Linked DNA regions of Ovis aries: region 1 is linked to region 2. Evidence: chromatin contacts called from public Hi-C data. All regions are on one chromosome and are shown on one strand. Each heading gives the region's core, a stretch centred on a gene start, on an enhancer-like site or on the middle of the called end of the contact. The rest is flanking DNA. Distances are from core to core; before and after follow the strand shown. Region 1 holds the start of MACROD1 (mono-ADP ribosylhydrolase 1). Region 2 holds the start of ZFTA (zinc finger translocation associated).

Region 1 (3,654 bases), core at 478-2,977, 360 kb before region 2:
ATGTGCCATGAAATGATGGGACAAGATGCCATGATCTTCATTTTCTGAATGTTGAATTTTAAGCCAACTTTTTCATTCTCCTCTTTCACTTTCATCAAGAGGCTCTTTAATTCTTTTTCGCTTTCTGCCATAAGGGTGGTGTCATCTGTGTATGTGAGGTTATTGATATATCTCTTGGCAATCTTGATTCCAGCTTGTGCTTCATCCGCCCAGCATTTCACATGAAATACTCTGCATATAAGTTAAATAAGCAGGATGACAATACACAGCCTTGATGGAAGTCCATCACTTCAAGGCACATAGATGGGGAAACAATGGAAACAGTGACAGACTTTATTTTCTTGGGCTCCAAAATCACTGCAGATAGTGACTACAGCCATGAAATTAAAAGACGCTTGCTCCTTGGAGGAAAAGCTATGATAAACCTAGACAGCATATTAAAAAGCAGAGACATTGCCTTGCCGACAAACATCCGTCTTCAAAGCTATGGTTTTTCCAGTAGTCACATATGGACGTGTGAGTTGGACTATAAAGAAAGCTGAGTGCCTAAGAATTGATGCTTTTGAACTGTGGTGTTGGAGAAGACTCTTGAGAGTCCCTTGGACTGCAAGGAGATTCAACTAGTCCATCCTAAAGGATGGACTAAATACTCATTGGAAGGACTGATGCTGAAGCTGAAGGTGCAATCCTTTGGCCACTTGATGCGAAGAACTGACTCACTGGAAAAGACCCTGATGTCTGGAAAGGTTGAAGGCAGGAGAAGGGACTGACAGAGGATGAGATGGTTGGATGGCATCACCAACTAGATAGACATGAGTTTGAGCAAGCTTCCAGGAGTTGGTGAAGGACAGGGAAGCCTGGTGTGCTGCAGTCCATGGGGTGGCAAAGAGTTGGACACGACTGAGCAACTGAACTGAACTGGAAGTCCAGTGGTTAGGGCTCTGCGCTTTCACTACCGTGAACCCAGAATTCAATCCCTGGTCTGGGAACTAAGATCCTGCAAGCCCCGGTCAAAAACAAGCCAAACCCCGCCCCTCCCCCAAAACTATCATATTTATAACATAATAAAATGTTATAGAAAGATATTAACATGTTTATGTTAAAAAAACAACTCCATCCTTAGAATCCTTGTAAAAAAATATAGGAAAAATATAAAGAAAAACACCACCCCAATTCTTACACCGAGAACGCCGCTTGGAATTCTCATTTTCTGTCTTCAAATTCCAGGACTTCTATCCTTGCCTCCCGAGTTACTCTAGATTCGGTTCCAGTCGCGGCCCCGCCCGCCCCTGGGGCTAAGAGGCAGAGGCTCAGCGGCCTGGGTAATAGTCGCCCAACCGGCCCTACCCGTTCGCCTCATCTGCCCCGGCCGGCGGGGACGCGCGGCTCCCAGGGACTGCGGGTAGGGTGGGGCCCGGGTGACCGGTGAGGAGTTACACTCTCCTCTGTGCACTCGTCTGGAGGGGCGGAGACGGAGACAGGGTCGGAGGCCAGGGGCGTCTCCCACCAGGAAGTTGGAAGTTGCCAACTTCCAGCCCCGACGGGAAGCGCACGGCAGGAGCGCCACCGTCCGAGAGCCGGGCTCCAGGGCTGTGCGACTCGGCTGGCTGGGCGGGGCGCGCACGTGTGTTTACGAGTGCGGGGGCCTGTCTGAGGCCGGGACTACAAGTTCCAGGGTGCCCAGCGGCGCGCCTGGGTTTTCTGGCCGCGCGGCCCGCTGGCTCCCAAGCAGGTCGCCTCGGGCTGGCACGCGCCACCTGGTCCCCAAGTAAATAAGGGAGAGACTCCCTGAGCACGGTAAAGAGAGTCGAAGTGGGCGGGGAGCCGCCCCGCGCCGCCTGCTCATGTTTCTGCAGAGCCGAGCGTCCCGCCTCCTGGCACAGCTGCGCGCGGCGGGGCAGCTGCTCGGCGCCCCGCGCCCCTGGCCCGGCCCCTCGCCGGGTGCCACGAGGACCCGCAGTAGTGCGTGCGGTCCCCTGGCGTCCCTGAGCGCGCACCACCCGTGCGCGCGGACCTCAGCGGGAGTTGGGGCTTGGGGGGCGGCGGCGGTGGGGCGGAGAGCCGGGGTGCGCGCCTGGGCCCCCCTGGCCATGGCGGCGAAGGTGGACCTGAGCACCTCCACCGACTGGAAGGAGGCAAAATGTAAGTGTGAGCAGGAGGGGGGCGCGAGGGCGGCCCTTCGTGGGCACTCTCCGGCTGGACAGCACCCCGCTAGCCGCCTCGTCCACCCCAGAAAACTGGGGAAGTTAAGGTCCCATTTGCCTGGTATGGACGCCCCCCCCCCATTAACAGCCACGCCCCACATGTGCCCAGCCCCGGAAACTACTTCCCCCGGACCAGGTCCAGGGCCCAGTCGGAGGCAGTGTGAGGAGGGTGGCCTCACCCCACTGAAAGGGGTCGCGGGGCTCCCCCAGAGAGCACCCGGGACCTCGCACCTAAATCTGTTGTGCATGAGGGAAACTGAGGCCCGGCGCCTGCGCCGAGTAGCCCAAGGTCACTTGGAATTTGCTTCAGATCTCACAGTAGGCTCTCAACTCCCCCGGCTTCGCAATACTGGGGTTTCTCAAGTGGTGACATTTTAGAGTGGCAGGGAATGGGCTATGGGGCTGGCATCCCACCTGGTGGAATCAGATAGCCACAAGGAACGGGCCTCCCTGGGCAGGCCGGTCACACCTCCCCCCATACCCCCCGGGGCCTTCCTCTCTGGGCACGTGGTCTGTTGCCCTTTAGCCCTTCTCGTTGGCCTCTGGACACTTGTGAGCTCTCTGCCTCATTCCTGGGGGACACAGGGCGGAGGAGGGGGGCGGGGCAGGGCCGAGAGGGGAGGTTGTGTCTCTGAGAACAGTGACACCCCTGCTCCCCACACCCAGGAATCAAGCCATTTCCTCCGGCTGGGGCCGCGGGGGGGTCGGGGAGGGGGGCGGCGCGGGCCATGAGTCCTGGTGGGCATGAGTCCCAGGGCTGGCCTCTGGGCCAGAACAGAGGAGGGAAGTCAGGCAACCTGACCTGCAGAGCCTGAAATAGCCCCGGCTGCCAGTCCAGCTGCCCCTGCCCTTCAGGGCATGCTCCTTGGCCTCTTGTGACCATTCCCGGCTGGATCGCCTTTCAAAAGGGCAGGGACGGCAGCTCATTGGCTGGGACTTGCGGTGGCGAGGGTTCAGCCAATGGGGCTGGGGAGGCAGGCCTGGGGCGGGCCGCGGTTGAGGGTTAGAGGAGGCGTCCTCTGGGATTGGAGGTAGAGTTCGAGATGAACTACTCTTGTCGTTGAGTTGTGATGCCTTCGCTGGGATCTTAAAGCACCAGCCGGAAGCACTTGACTTTGCTCCCGGGGCAAAAGGAATGCTTGTCACCCCTTCAAGCCCTGGCCCCAGAACATCCAGGGTCAGGGTGGGGAGTGGCTCCCTGGCACGGGGACTGTCCCCACAGGGAGCCCTGATTTCCCTTCTTCGTCAGAGAACAGCATCTCAGGGTGGTGGGAAGGAGAGCTTGGAAGGCTGGAGGCCCAGACACCTGTTCCTGGGTCTGCTGCTTTCTGTAGGACCCAGCTCTCCGCCCCTCACACTCCTTGCCGGCGCTGAAAACTTCCAGACCTCTTGAAGCTAATGGGCCAGGAATTCCCAGGCTGCTGTGGTGTCTGTCTGCTAGGATCTGGGA
Region 2 (3,685 bases), core at 386-2,885:
AGGCCAGGTCCATGTCTTATTTCACCTTTGTGTCCCTGGCCTGGCAGAGGTAAAGAACGCATGAATGAGGGAATCCCCCATCACATGGCCCCATCTGGCACTGCATTAGCATCAGGGCCCCTGCCCTCGTGTAAGTCAGGGAGCGCAGGAAGGCCAGCAGTGGACAGAATAGCCTGTCTCTCGCAGGTCATCATGGGGACTGAGGAAGAGATGGGACGTCTCCCGCCGTGACAGCCACCTTTTAGACACTACAGAAATTTTAGTTCCCAGCCCTTCTTCACATTCAGAAGACGGGCTTCCAGTGCTGAAAGTAATTTAGAATTTCCCATGGCTCCTCAAGGGGACTGTTTTCTTTTCATAAGCCGTGGGTGCTAAGTCAGTATCAGACTTGTGGGTCTTGCTCCCTGCTGTCTGCCCAGCGCCTAGGGGCACGCTGGCACACAGTAGGTGTGGAGTGAGCAAAGGAATGTGTGTCAAGCGTGACTTTAACGGATTGCTGGGCACATCCCCCCAAAAGAGAATAGAACCCACCTCGAGATAATAAGACCCTGCACGGCCTCCCGCACCCTGTAATTTGGATCTCTAGGAATCGCCTTTGTTGTGGGCGACCAACCACAGGCAAAGAAAGCACCTGCTCCTCCAGCCGGTCCTCGAGGAAGGACCCCGGGCTGCCGAGCCCCTGGCTGCTTTTCAGGGCCCCTTTCCTCCGCTTCCTGGGACCTGGGGGCTCCGAGGCATCCCGGGGCTCGCACGCAGGGTCAGCCCCAGCGCTTCCCAGCCGTGGTGGGGCGCGTCCCCAGGTGCCGACACCTCGCTCGTGGTCAGCGTTCTTTGCCTCCTCGTGCCGGCCAGAGGGTCCAGGGCCGCGTCTGCCACCCCCAGGCCTGCGAGGGTAGGAGCCAGAGACGACCGCGGCGCAACCCCTCTCTTCCCGGCTTCCATCCTGGGGCCCCCAACGCCCAGCGGCGTCGGGCCTCGGCGCGGCCGGCTCTCCTGCGCGCCCCCTCTCTTCGGCCTCGATCTCCGAGGCCGCGGTCCCCGCCCCGGCCAGCTCCGAGGGCGCTTGGCTCGTCCGCCCTCCAGGGCTGAAGCCTGAGCTCTCAGCGCTCCCCGGCGGCTCCCCCGGGAGGGGGCGCGGCCGCCCCCGCGGCTCCACCCTCTCCGCGGGGCCGCGGCCATCTGGGGCCCCTGCCATTCGTGTCCGCTGTGGGGCCCGCGCCGAGCTCGCGCGGGAGGCAGCCCCTGGCAGGGGCCCGGGCCTCCCCACCGGGCGACCCCCTCTGCCAGCGCGGGTGCGGGAAGCCGGCCGCTGACATGCCCCGAGGGGGCAGTGGCTGCGAGCCGAGCCTGGGTGGAAGCGCGTCGCAACGGACGCTGCGCCCCTGGCCACCTCGGTGACCCTCCAGAAGCCGGGACCCGAGCCCCGCAGGCGGCAGCGCGGGCCCGCGAGGACGGCGAGGTCCGTGCTCCTAACGTCCGCGGCGAGCGCCGGATACGGAGCCTCGGTCGGGCTCTTAGCCTCCCGACACTCCCCCCAGCCCCCCGCGAGCTGGCAGGAGGAAATAGCGCGCGGCCCCTTTAAATTTACCCAGGAGCCCTTAAAGGAGCCCCAGGGGCCCCAGACAGGAATCCCCACCCCGGTCCAGCCCGCGCCGCCGAGCGAGCAGCCTGCCGTCCGTGCTGCCGGCCGCCCTGTGCATGCGCCCCGCGCCCCGGGGCCCCGCGCACCGAGCGCCGCGCGCCGGCCGCCGCCGGCCCCGCGGCCCCGCGCCCTGCCGCCCCGGGGCCCCGCGCCGCAGCGCAGCGCATGGAGCCTGGCGGGGACCACCGGAGCCGGAGCGGCGGCGGCGGCGGCGGCGGCCCCGGGCCAGCAGCGGCCTCGGCACGGGGCCGATGGCTGCCGCCCGCCGGATCGAGCGGCAGCGCGGAACCCGAGGAGGACGACGGCGGTAAGAGCTGGCTGGGGCCGGCGGCTCGGGCGGGGGCCCCGGCGTGGGGGAGGGGAGGGCTGCGGCTCCGGGCTCCGGGCCCCTCTTCGCCGCCGAACAAAGCGGGGGACGCGGGCAGGGCGGGCGGGGGCGCCACCTGGCGGGCGCGGATTGTGGCTGCAGCGCCAGCGGCGGAGCCCCCCGCCCAGCTCCCGGGGTTGGCCTGCGGGGCTCGGGCGGATCCCCTCCCCCTTAAAGGGCCCCGCGGCCCCCGCCTCGGAGGCCGAGCTGGAGGGGCCCCAAAGGACCTGGCCTGGCGCCGCGGGGCTCGCGCTCTAGGCTGTTGGGACTTGCGTCCCCCGTCCCTTTCTCTTTCAGACTCCCAGGTGGTCTCCCTTAACCGGCTGTCTCTTAAAAAGTCTGCCCAGACCTTGGGTCCCTTTCCGGGGCTTCCCTCCAGAAGAACTGAGCTGGGGACTCCGCTGCTCTAAGTTGGGCTGTCTTCTCCTCTGGGGCCTCGCCTAGAGAAGGGCACCTTTTTTCTTTTTTCCCTATGTTCTCCCTGGAAGAGAGCATGGGTTGCGCCTCTTGGGGACCTATCAGTACCTTCCCCACGGGCGGGCAGTTTTTAAAGAGATGGGCTCGCCCACAGTGGCATTCACTTCCCTTGTATCCGCGCGTTACCCCTCCCATCTTTTCAGAAATTTTGCCACAATTTGTCAGCTATAGCGGGACCAGCCAGTCCTCCCCGTTTGCTCTCAAAGGAGGCTGTTTCTCTATGCGGGGTCAACGGCTTAAGAGCCCTGAAGCTTTCGTCCAGGCTCTGGAGCTTCACCCCTAATGCCAGAGCTCCCCTCCTAGAAATTCCCCATCCCCTTTTGTTTTTAAAGACTCCCAGCTCCTCCCCTTTTTTCGGCTCTTAAAGGGCCAGTCCACCTTAGACTAACAGATCCGGCGCTGGAAGGATGCTGAGAGACCCGCTAGCTATCCAGTGCCTTGGCAGACAAAGACACTCAGGCCCAGAGAGCGGACATCACCTACCAAAGGTCACAGAGCAAGCTACCAGTGAAGCCCGGAGTCAAACCCAGGTTTCTGACTCTGAAACTAGCGCTTTCTTTTTCTTCTATGTACTTAAAACCAAACAAAAACAGGGTGACAGGAGCCCCCTCTGATCCTGGCTTTTGTTTTCCATACGGTGAGATTCTCTACTGGGAGGGTGACCACACCTGTCTATTTAGCCTATTTGGCCAGGAGACCCTTTTCTAAATGAAATACGGTCCAAACTGTAGGGAAAGTGGGAGGGACTGCTCAGGGTCTCCGTTTGGCAAAAGGGGACACCACTGGGTTGGTGGCCTCTCCACTGCCTGCCCGCTGATTGCTGGGCAGTGGCCAGCTCCGGGCCAGAGTGAAAAATAAATCCCCAGAAAGACTTAATGGATTCCAGTGGGTGGTGGCCACTCCCTGCTGCAGTATCTTCAGTAGCGACTCTGGTGGCCCTCCTGCCAGCCCCTTCCAGTCATCAGCTCTCCCAGACTCTAGTCCTAAAAACTCCTTTCTCTGGAGGTGCTGACAGCTTTGTCATGGGGTTCCTTAATTTGGGGACCTGACAGTGCTTAGTACCCCTTAAAATGGGCCTCTTAGGAGGGTGTATTTGAGGCATTATTGCAGAAAGGGAAAAAGATCATCTTTGGGTGGGGCCCTCCGGGCTGGGGCCTCGGGCGGTGGGTCCTGTGTGCAGACAGATGCCCCCTTTGTTC

What was found. Hi-C and Micro-C count contacts between places; a contact is called where the count stands out from the background.
Region 1: a Hi-C map of skin fibroblasts shows a contact between it and region 2, with 4 times the contacts expected there. The contact joins the promoter of MACROD1 here to the promoter of ZFTA in region 2. A contact is called at or near these places in 2 of 16 Hi-C or Micro-C datasets (skin fibroblasts and tail adipose tissue).

Annotation. Positions count from the first base shown.
Region 1 is chr21:38,929,804-38,933,457 of ARS-UI_Ramb_v3.0, reverse strand. MACROD1 (mono-ADP ribosylhydrolase 1) reads left to right here and starts at 1,727. Exons shown (of 9, transcript XM_060404077.1): 1 at 1,727-2,142. The coding sequence starts at 1,845. It overlaps LOC105604106 (a long non-coding RNA gene), which reads right to left and starts at 1,596. Exons shown (of 2, transcript XR_006057543.2): 1 at 1,183-1,596.
Region 2 is chr21:38,572,502-38,576,186 of ARS-UI_Ramb_v3.0, reverse strand. ZFTA (zinc finger translocation associated) reads left to right here and starts at 1,635. Exons shown (of 6, transcript XR_006057539.1): 1 at 1,635-1,949.